Linked DNA regions of Rattus norvegicus: region 1 is linked to region 2. Evidence: chromatin contacts called from public Hi-C data. All regions are on one chromosome and are shown on one strand. Each heading gives the region's core, a stretch centred on a gene start, on an enhancer-like site or on the middle of the called end of the contact. The rest is flanking DNA. Distances are from core to core; before and after follow the strand shown. Region 1 has its middle 35 kb from the start of Ctcfl1. Region 2 holds the start of Rae1 (ribonucleic acid export 1).

Region 1 (3,762 bases), core at 533-3,032, 76 kb before region 2:
CTGTGGAACCATTGGACTAATCCACGCCATCGCGAACAACAAAGACAAGATGCACTTTGAGTCAGGGTCAGCATTGAAAAAGTTCCTGGAGGAGTCTGTAGCAATGAGCCCTGAAGAAAGAGCCAGACACCTGGAGAACTATGACGCTATTCGAGTTACTCATGAAACCAGTGCACATGAAGGTCAGACTGAGGCACCAAGTATAGATGAAAAAGTAGATCTTCATTTTATTGCGTTAGTTCATGTAGATGGGCATCTCTATGAATTAGATGGACGGAAACCGTTTCCAATTAACCATGGGAAAACTAGTGATGAGACATTGTTAGAGGATGCCATAGAAGTCTGCAAGAAGTTCATGGAGCGCGACCCTGATGAGTTAAGATTTAATGCAATTGCTCTCTCAGCAGCATAGCATCTTGACAGAAACACCAAATACTGTATTATTTGCAACAAAAGTTAAATTTCTGATGCCATAACTAACTCAAAATTTTTAATATTTTCATTAACTTGACTAATTAAACTTTATGTGAATAAACTTTGACTTTACCTGTAAAAAAAAAAAAAAAAAGAAATCCCACCAGAGAGAGAACAAGGCACAGTCACTGCCAGGTGACCTGAGGGCTTCGTGGAGGGAGCACGGCTGTCTGCCATGACACAGTTCGTGAGGCCCCACACACGACTGTTGTGGAAGCTGATTCGTCTGCTTACACAGAATCTACAGTGGGCCTCAGGTAACCACTCTGCAGGGTTTCCCAACTGTCTCAGTTCCTTTTCCATTGCCGTGACAGAACACCCTGACGAAAGCAAGGTTTAAAAGTCAGCATTTAATTAGGGTCTCCGGAGGTTTACAGCCCACGGCCTTCTCAGGCCTTCTTCTCAGCAGGGAACGTAGCGGCAGCCAGGTCTGTGAGCAGGGTGGTGCTAGAGCAGCAGCTAAGAGCTTACACACTTTTTTTTTTCAATGTGCATCGGTATTTTGCCCTCATGTATGTCTGTGTGGGAGTGTGGGATCTTGGAGTTACAGTCTGTGCCATGTGGGTGCTGGGGATTGAACCCCTGTCCTGTGGAAGAGCTGACAGAGTTCTTAACCACTGAGCTATCTGTCTAGCCCCAAGCTTACATTCTTATCTACAAATAGGGGGCAGGGGGAGCACCATGGGCTTTTGAAACTTCAAATTCCGGGCTGGAGAGATGGTTCAGTGGTTAAGAGCACTGACTGATCTTCCAGAGGTCCTGAGTTCAAATCCCAGTGACCATGTGGTGGCTCATAACTGTCTGTAATTCATTAATGAGGTCTGATGCCTTCTTCTGTTGTGTGTTGTGTCTTAAGACACACCATATATATATATATATATATATATATATATATATATATATATATATATATATATATATATATATATCTAAAAAAATTTTTAAAAAGAAACTTCAAATTCCAGCCCTGCCTCCACCCCACCCCAACTCCTCCACCACCCCCAGTGACACACTTCCTCCTACAAGGCCACACCTACTCCAACAAAGGCCACAGCTCTTAATCCTTAAACAGTTATAACTGGGGACTGTAACCCGTGAGGCTGGCAGCAGCGGTGATGTGTGGAGCAGTCTTGGTCACATAAGGAATGAATAGGCAGCAGGCAGTGCACGGGGTCAGAGGAGCTGCTGAATGGAAAAGGTGGCCCCACCTCAGGAGGGCTCCCCAGTTCCGCACAGGCCCCTCTGTTTCTCTCTCACTCTGTTCTTTCAGCGACCTGCTCTTCCTGGCCCCTGGAGGGAGCTCCCAGCCAGTAAAAGCTGCCTGACCAAGGGCTTCTGATCACCTCAGCTCTCAAGAGTCCTTGTGTCTATAAGCCACAATGATCTGCTAGCTTGGCTGGGCGTTAGAATTCCCTCGGGAGGGTTAAAGAAGGAATGTGTGGGGGCACCTTTTCCCTTCAGCTCTGGCTGTCCTGGAACTCACTGGGTAGACCAGGCTAGCCTTGAAATCACAGAGCTCCACCTGCCTCTGCCTCCCCTGCACTGGGGTTGAAGGTGTTTGCTCTATGCCCAACTTAGGAGCCCTTCTTCTGTCACGTGGTTCCCAGGTGTAGAACTCTCTCGAGTCATCAGTCTTGGCACCAAGGGACCTTTACTTACTGAAACATCTCACCAGCCCACAATTTTGGTTTTCTGAAACTTCATTCATGTCAGCCTCAAACTTCGTATGCGACCAAGACTAACCTTGAACTCCTGGCCTTCCTACCTCTGTCTCCTGACTGCCACAATTACAGGTGTGAACCACTCTGGGACCTTTGAAGAAGCCTAGTGTCCAGCTGCTCCTGGACAAGCTACTCTAGAACACGGGGTGGGACCTAGCTCAGGGCCACCAGAACTCCCAAGTAGAGTGAGGAAGGGGAAGAAGGAGGGGAAAGGGAGGAAGTGACAGAGGGCAAAGAAGAGAGAGAAGGAGAGAGAGGCACACCAGGCTGTGAGCCCACCTCCCCTCCACAGAGGAACAGGCAAACCCAGACATTGCAAAACCATCCACGACACTCATTGGTGACAATTCCAGCACCCGCTTCCTGGCTTCCTGCAGCGGGCGACTGAGGCCTGCTAGATCCCCTAGAAGCTTTCGGAACACAGACAAAACTGTTCAGTAACAAGCGAGGGCTTCCTCAGACATTGTGAGGAATGCACAACACCCTGCTTTCTGTAAACTCTCAGCTTCACAGAGCAAAGGGACACACAGGAGACCCTCTTCTTTTTCTGCTCTTTGAATATTCTAGAACTTATGATTAGGTGCCATCGCTAGCACTGAACAATAAGCCATGCAGCCAGTGACTGTGTGCATGGGTTCAATGGAAGCAGGTGCTTGTGGGCAGTGTCTTAGTCAGGGTTTCTGTGGTTGGGACTAAACACCATGGCCAACAAGCAACTTGGGGAGGAAGTTTATTCAGCTTACACTTCCACATCACTGTCTGTCACTAGAGGAAGTCACGACAGAAACTCACAGGGCACGAACCTGGAGGCAGGAGCTGATGCAGAGGCCATGGAGGGATGTTGCTTACTGGCTTGCTCCCCATGGCTTGCTCAGCCTGCTTTCTTATAGAACCCAGGACCACCAGCCCAGGGATGGCCTCACCCACAATGGAATCTCCTACCCTTGATCACTAGTTGAGAAAATTCCTTAGAGCTGGATCTCATGGAGGCATTTCCTCAAGGGAGGTTCCTCTCTCTATGATGGCTCCAGCTTGAGTGTCAGGTTGACACACAAAGCCAGCCAATACAGACAGAGACAGCGTTGGTGACATTCTAAGGTGCATGCAAGTAGGACACAGAGTTGGCCTTTGCTCCAGACCCACATCCTGACAGAAACAGGACATAAAGATGACATATACATATGTGGTACCCAGTGGGCAGTGGGTAGGCTTCAGGAGAAATGAGAATGGATGGTTGTAGAAGATCTCGAGGTGAGAGGACCCAGCCAGAGCAGCAGGTGCAAAGGCCCTGAGGTGTGTGTGTGGAAAAGGGAGGGGTTCTCACAGTGCCTGGGGTCAAGGGTGAGTGACGGATGACCTCACAAATGATGAGACTCAGGGGCTGAGTAACTCATGCAGCTCAGGTGATTGCAGTCTGACACAGGAGCTAAGGCTCAGGTTGCAAGGATTTCATCTCATCCCTGCCTGAGTGTAGCCAGCCCCCCCCCCCCCAGGCTAACAGTGCTCTCCCTGACCCTCGGTAGAGCCCTGGCTTCCCACTCATTCTTCCAGAAACCCGTGGTAGAGG
Region 2 (4,009 bases), core at 1,203-3,702:
TGTGCCCTACGGGGGGTAGGGTGGGGTGTGTGTGTGTGTGTGTTACCTTCATTGGGTTATGGTTATCTGTGGTTGTGCTCCCAAACATGCTGGTCCCACCAGTCCCAAAACCAGAGGTTGTTCCAAACAGACTCATGTTGGCTGGAAAACACAAAGTGGGAAACGTTAAGAACAGGCCCTCCGTAGGTGGTACAAAGTACATAGCAGAAACTAGTACTGTGATGCTAAGCCACTTGCTCTTCAGAAGAGAATTTAAGTATGTCACGAGCAGAATCCCTAATAGAAGGAGCTTTTCTGCCCAGCATAGTATAATCTGAACACTTGGGCAAAGGCAGGTAGATCTCTGAGTATGAGAACAGCCTAGTCTGCATACTAAGTTCCAGGCCAGGCAGGGATACACAGAGCTTGTCTGTCTGTCTGCCCCTCTTCCCCCCAAATACACACAATTACTTGTACAGCATTTTTAGCCTCTGGAAGCTATGAAGGCAGACTCTCCTACATCTACTTTCCTCTACTCTATGGAAGGATGCCCTTGCCAGCATTATGGCACCAACGCAGATCTACTACAGCATTTCACTCAGCAGTTGGGAAAGAGGTACCACTCTCCAGGGTCAGAACTGCACACTAGGCACCTGGCAGTAGGCGGGAGGGCCTCCTGTGCCCAGGGCCCACTCTTGGTGGCTCCCTTTCTACGCTATTTTAGGTGGATGTCTGCATGAAGCTACCTAGAAAGAACGACCAGTCCCGACAGGTGTTCCACAATTTCTCAAGGCTTTAGGAAAAGCAGCCCATGCCGGGCAGTGGTGGCCCATGCCTTTAATCCCAGCATTTGTGAGGCAGAGGCAGGAGGACCTCTGAGAGTTTGAGGCCAGCCTGGTCTACAGAGTGAGTTTCAGGACAGCCAGGGCTACACAGAGAAAGCTTGTCTCAAGCAATCCACGTTGGTCCACTGAGTACTGAAGGCCTGGTGTGACAGTGTAGACTTGGAGCCATCGAGAGTCGGCACTGTGCTTTCTTGAGCGTGGCAGTCTGCCAGCCCACCTGCCACTCACTTGCCATGCTTCAGCTTCCAGCTGTGGTGAAAACGCAGCACGCACTCTCCAGGCCTGCTCTGGGGCTGGCCGGTCGGCTCAGACAGCGAAGACCCCCGGTGCACAAGCCTGGAGACATGAGTGTGATCCCCAGAGAACTCAAAGCTGTCCTCTGAAAACCACACGTGGACAGTGTCATGCGTGGCCACACACACAACGACATACACAGACAGTTTAGGGTTAGTCAGGTGAGATGGCACAGGTGACCTCTGTAACTTGGGAGGCAGGGTCGGGAGGAGCAGGCCATCCCTGATTGTACACAAGTCTGAGGACAGCCTGGTCTACCAAAGAGAAAAATGTGCACGGTCTAGCACTGAACGTAATAAACTGTGTTGTTGCCAAGGAAACTGCCTGTGCACTGTAACTCCAGACACACGTGCTTCTGCCACACTTCGAGCTGTTACTAAAAAGCAGATTCTTAAAACCCAGAATTCCACCAAATCCGCCACCTCTCCTAGGTGAGGCTAACACCTCAGCCATCCACTGCCTAATGAGGGCCGCCTCCTCACAGAAAGAGGAAAGTGTGAGGAACTTTGGGAACGCATTTGACATCTGCTGACTTCAAAACAGATGTAGGGAGCACATTCACATCTCCGAAAACGACTTGGGAGCCGCTCACTCTCAGCGTTGATGACTACAAGCCTGTCTGTACAGGTAGGGAGATGTGCAGACAGGCAGGTTTCCTGCTTGGATGAGCCAGGAAGGACAGGGCTTCTGCACAGCCGTGTACCCTGGGAATGTGAATTCATCTTGATTTTCCCACCTTTAAACCAGAAACATTAATTCTTCCCCCCTGGGGTTATGAAACAAAAGGACCCCCAGTGTGTGCTTGAGGTAGCAAGCTACTGTATAATTTGTTTTAGTTTTAGATCATCGTACGGGTATGAGCATGGGAGTGTGGTATCCACCGAGGCCAGAAGGGGGCATCGGATCTGCTGCAGCTGCAGTGAACAGGCGGCTGTGGGCTGCCCCACCTCTGGAAGGCCAGTGAAGCCATCTCTCCACCTCAAGTACCTCTGAGGGATGCTTTCTCAAACAAGGACTCATGCAGCCCAGGCTGGCTGGGCACTCACTGTTAGCTCAGACTGGTTTTGAACTCCCAACCCTCCACCGCCCGAGTGCTTGTCCACGCCCGCCGGCTCGGCCGCGCCCCTCCCGTCTGCGCAGGCCACGGGCACTGCCGCCACCTGCCACGTCTCCCCCACCGTCTCCCCATCTTCGTGGCTTGAGCAGGGTGCGCACGCGGAAAGTCCCGGCCTACCTGGCGGAGCGCACAGGGTCCGGCTGCAGAGAGGGACTCAGTTTTCCCCACGCGGGCCGGGGGCTTTCCTGAGGGAGCGCGGCTGGCGGGGACGGGGGCGCGCGGCCGCCTGAGGGTTGCGCACGCGGCGGGGCCCGAAGCCACGAGCCTGCTCTGGCGCGGGGCGGAGGGGGCGCAGCAAGGAGACCCCAGACCTCGCAGTCGTCTTAAACCGGTGGAAACTGCCCAGTTACCACAGAAGCACAGCGCATGCGCTACAAGCCACTTCCGGGACTGCCCGGAAAGCGTCAGGGGACGACGTTCCGCCTGTCTCAAGGCGGCCGCACATGCGCAGAAGCCCTGCTGAGGTCGAGAGGAAGTCTTTATGCCAGCAGTTTGTGGGTTGGTGGAAAGTCGAGGGCACGGTTGCCAGGCAACTAGTTGAGCGAGGGCGTTGTTTTCACTTGTGTATCATCATATTTATTGTTGTGAGTTGAAGAGATGGCTCAGTGGCTAAGAGCAGAGGCTTGGAGAAGACCCAGGTTCTATTCCTAGCATCCATTGGACGACTCGCAGCTCCAAGAGAACTAACGCCAGTTCCTGGAGAACTGACGCCCTCTTCTGGTTTCTATGGGCATTGCACGCAGTGGTGCTTAAACGTGTTCAGGCAACATAGTCATATACATAAAATAAAAATGGGGGTTGGGGATTTGGCTCAGCGGTAGAGCGCTTGCCTAGCAAACTCAAGGCCCTGGGTTCGGTCCCCAGTTCCGAAAAAAAGAATAGAAAAAAAAATGGATTCACCAGCTCAAGTCCAGCGCTGTCCTCTAAGAGGCTGCCTACCTGGAACATCCTGAGCGGAACGATAAAGAAAACGGTGCTTACTCCCTGGGATGTGTAAGATTTATTTCCGTTCATGGATGTTTTCCCTGCCTGTATGTATATGCATGCACCACATGCATGCGGAGGCCGGAAAACGGTATAGGATCCCCTGGAACTGGAGTTATAGATAGTCAAAACCATCATGCAGGTACTGGGAACCGAACCAAGGCCCTCTTCAAGAACGACAAGTACTCTTTTTTTTTTTTTTGGTTCTTTTTTTCGGAGTTGGGGATCGAACCCAGGGCCTTGCGCTTCCTAGGCAAGCGCTCTACCACTGAGCTAAATCCCCAACCCCGACAAGTACTCTTAATTACTGAACCCCATGTACTGGTCAGTATTAAGCTGGCCTGAAACACACACACACACACACACACACACACACACAAAAGACTTGCTTTATGATACCTTCCATATAGAGTGTTTAAGGTGTCAGACGAGATGACGACACAATTAGCTAGATTCCAGAATGGGGATTCCAATGAACCAATCAGGGAACGCAATTTTAGAGAGACAAAGGCCGAATGCTATTAAGGAAGAACAAAATGTGATTGGTTACTACGAAATTAGTTTCCTCATTGGGCAACCACAGGCCTTCCAATCCTTGCACTCAGTAGGTAGAGGCAGAGGCGGTGGGTCTCTGTGTTCTAGTTCAGTCAGAGCTACACAGTAAGGCTCTGACTCCAAAACAAGCAGTTTTTTAAAATTTAAGGGAGGAACAGGGTTACAGAACAATGGAATGAAAACTGACCACTGGTTTCTTGTTTTAAGGGACCTCACTACAACAGTGGAAACTGGC

Evidence for each region. Hi-C and Micro-C count contacts between places; a contact is called where the count stands out from the background.
Region 1: a contact with region 2 is called in a Hi-C map of the A7r5 cell line, with 5 times the contacts expected there. The contact joins the enhancer-like site here to the promoter of Rae1 in region 2. A contact is called at or near these places in 9 of 12 Hi-C or Micro-C datasets (the A7r5 cell line, the Rat2 cell line, Schwann cells and 6 more).

What each region holds. Positions count from the first base shown.
Region 1 is chr3:182,272,076-182,275,837 of GRCr8, reverse strand. It overlaps the pseudogene Uchl3-ps1. Among named protein-coding and RNA genes, the nearest start is that of Ctcfl1, 35 kb to the left of the region's middle. Within about 2 kb of position 1,782, at least 2 of the 93 cell types and tissues checked have an H3K27ac peak or open chromatin away from gene starts, as enhancers often do. A contact at or near this core is called in the A7r5 cell line, where this site is marked.
Region 2 is chr3:182,196,045-182,200,053 of GRCr8, reverse strand. It overlaps Rae1 (ribonucleic acid export 1), which reads right to left and starts at 2,452. Exons shown (of 12, transcript NM_001033708.1): 1 at 2,353-2,452; 2 at 47-141. The coding sequence starts at 136. It overlaps LOC134486500 (a long non-coding RNA gene), which reads left to right and starts at 2,755. Exons shown (of 2, transcript XR_010065538.1): 1 at 2,755-3,823; 2 at 3,982-4,009.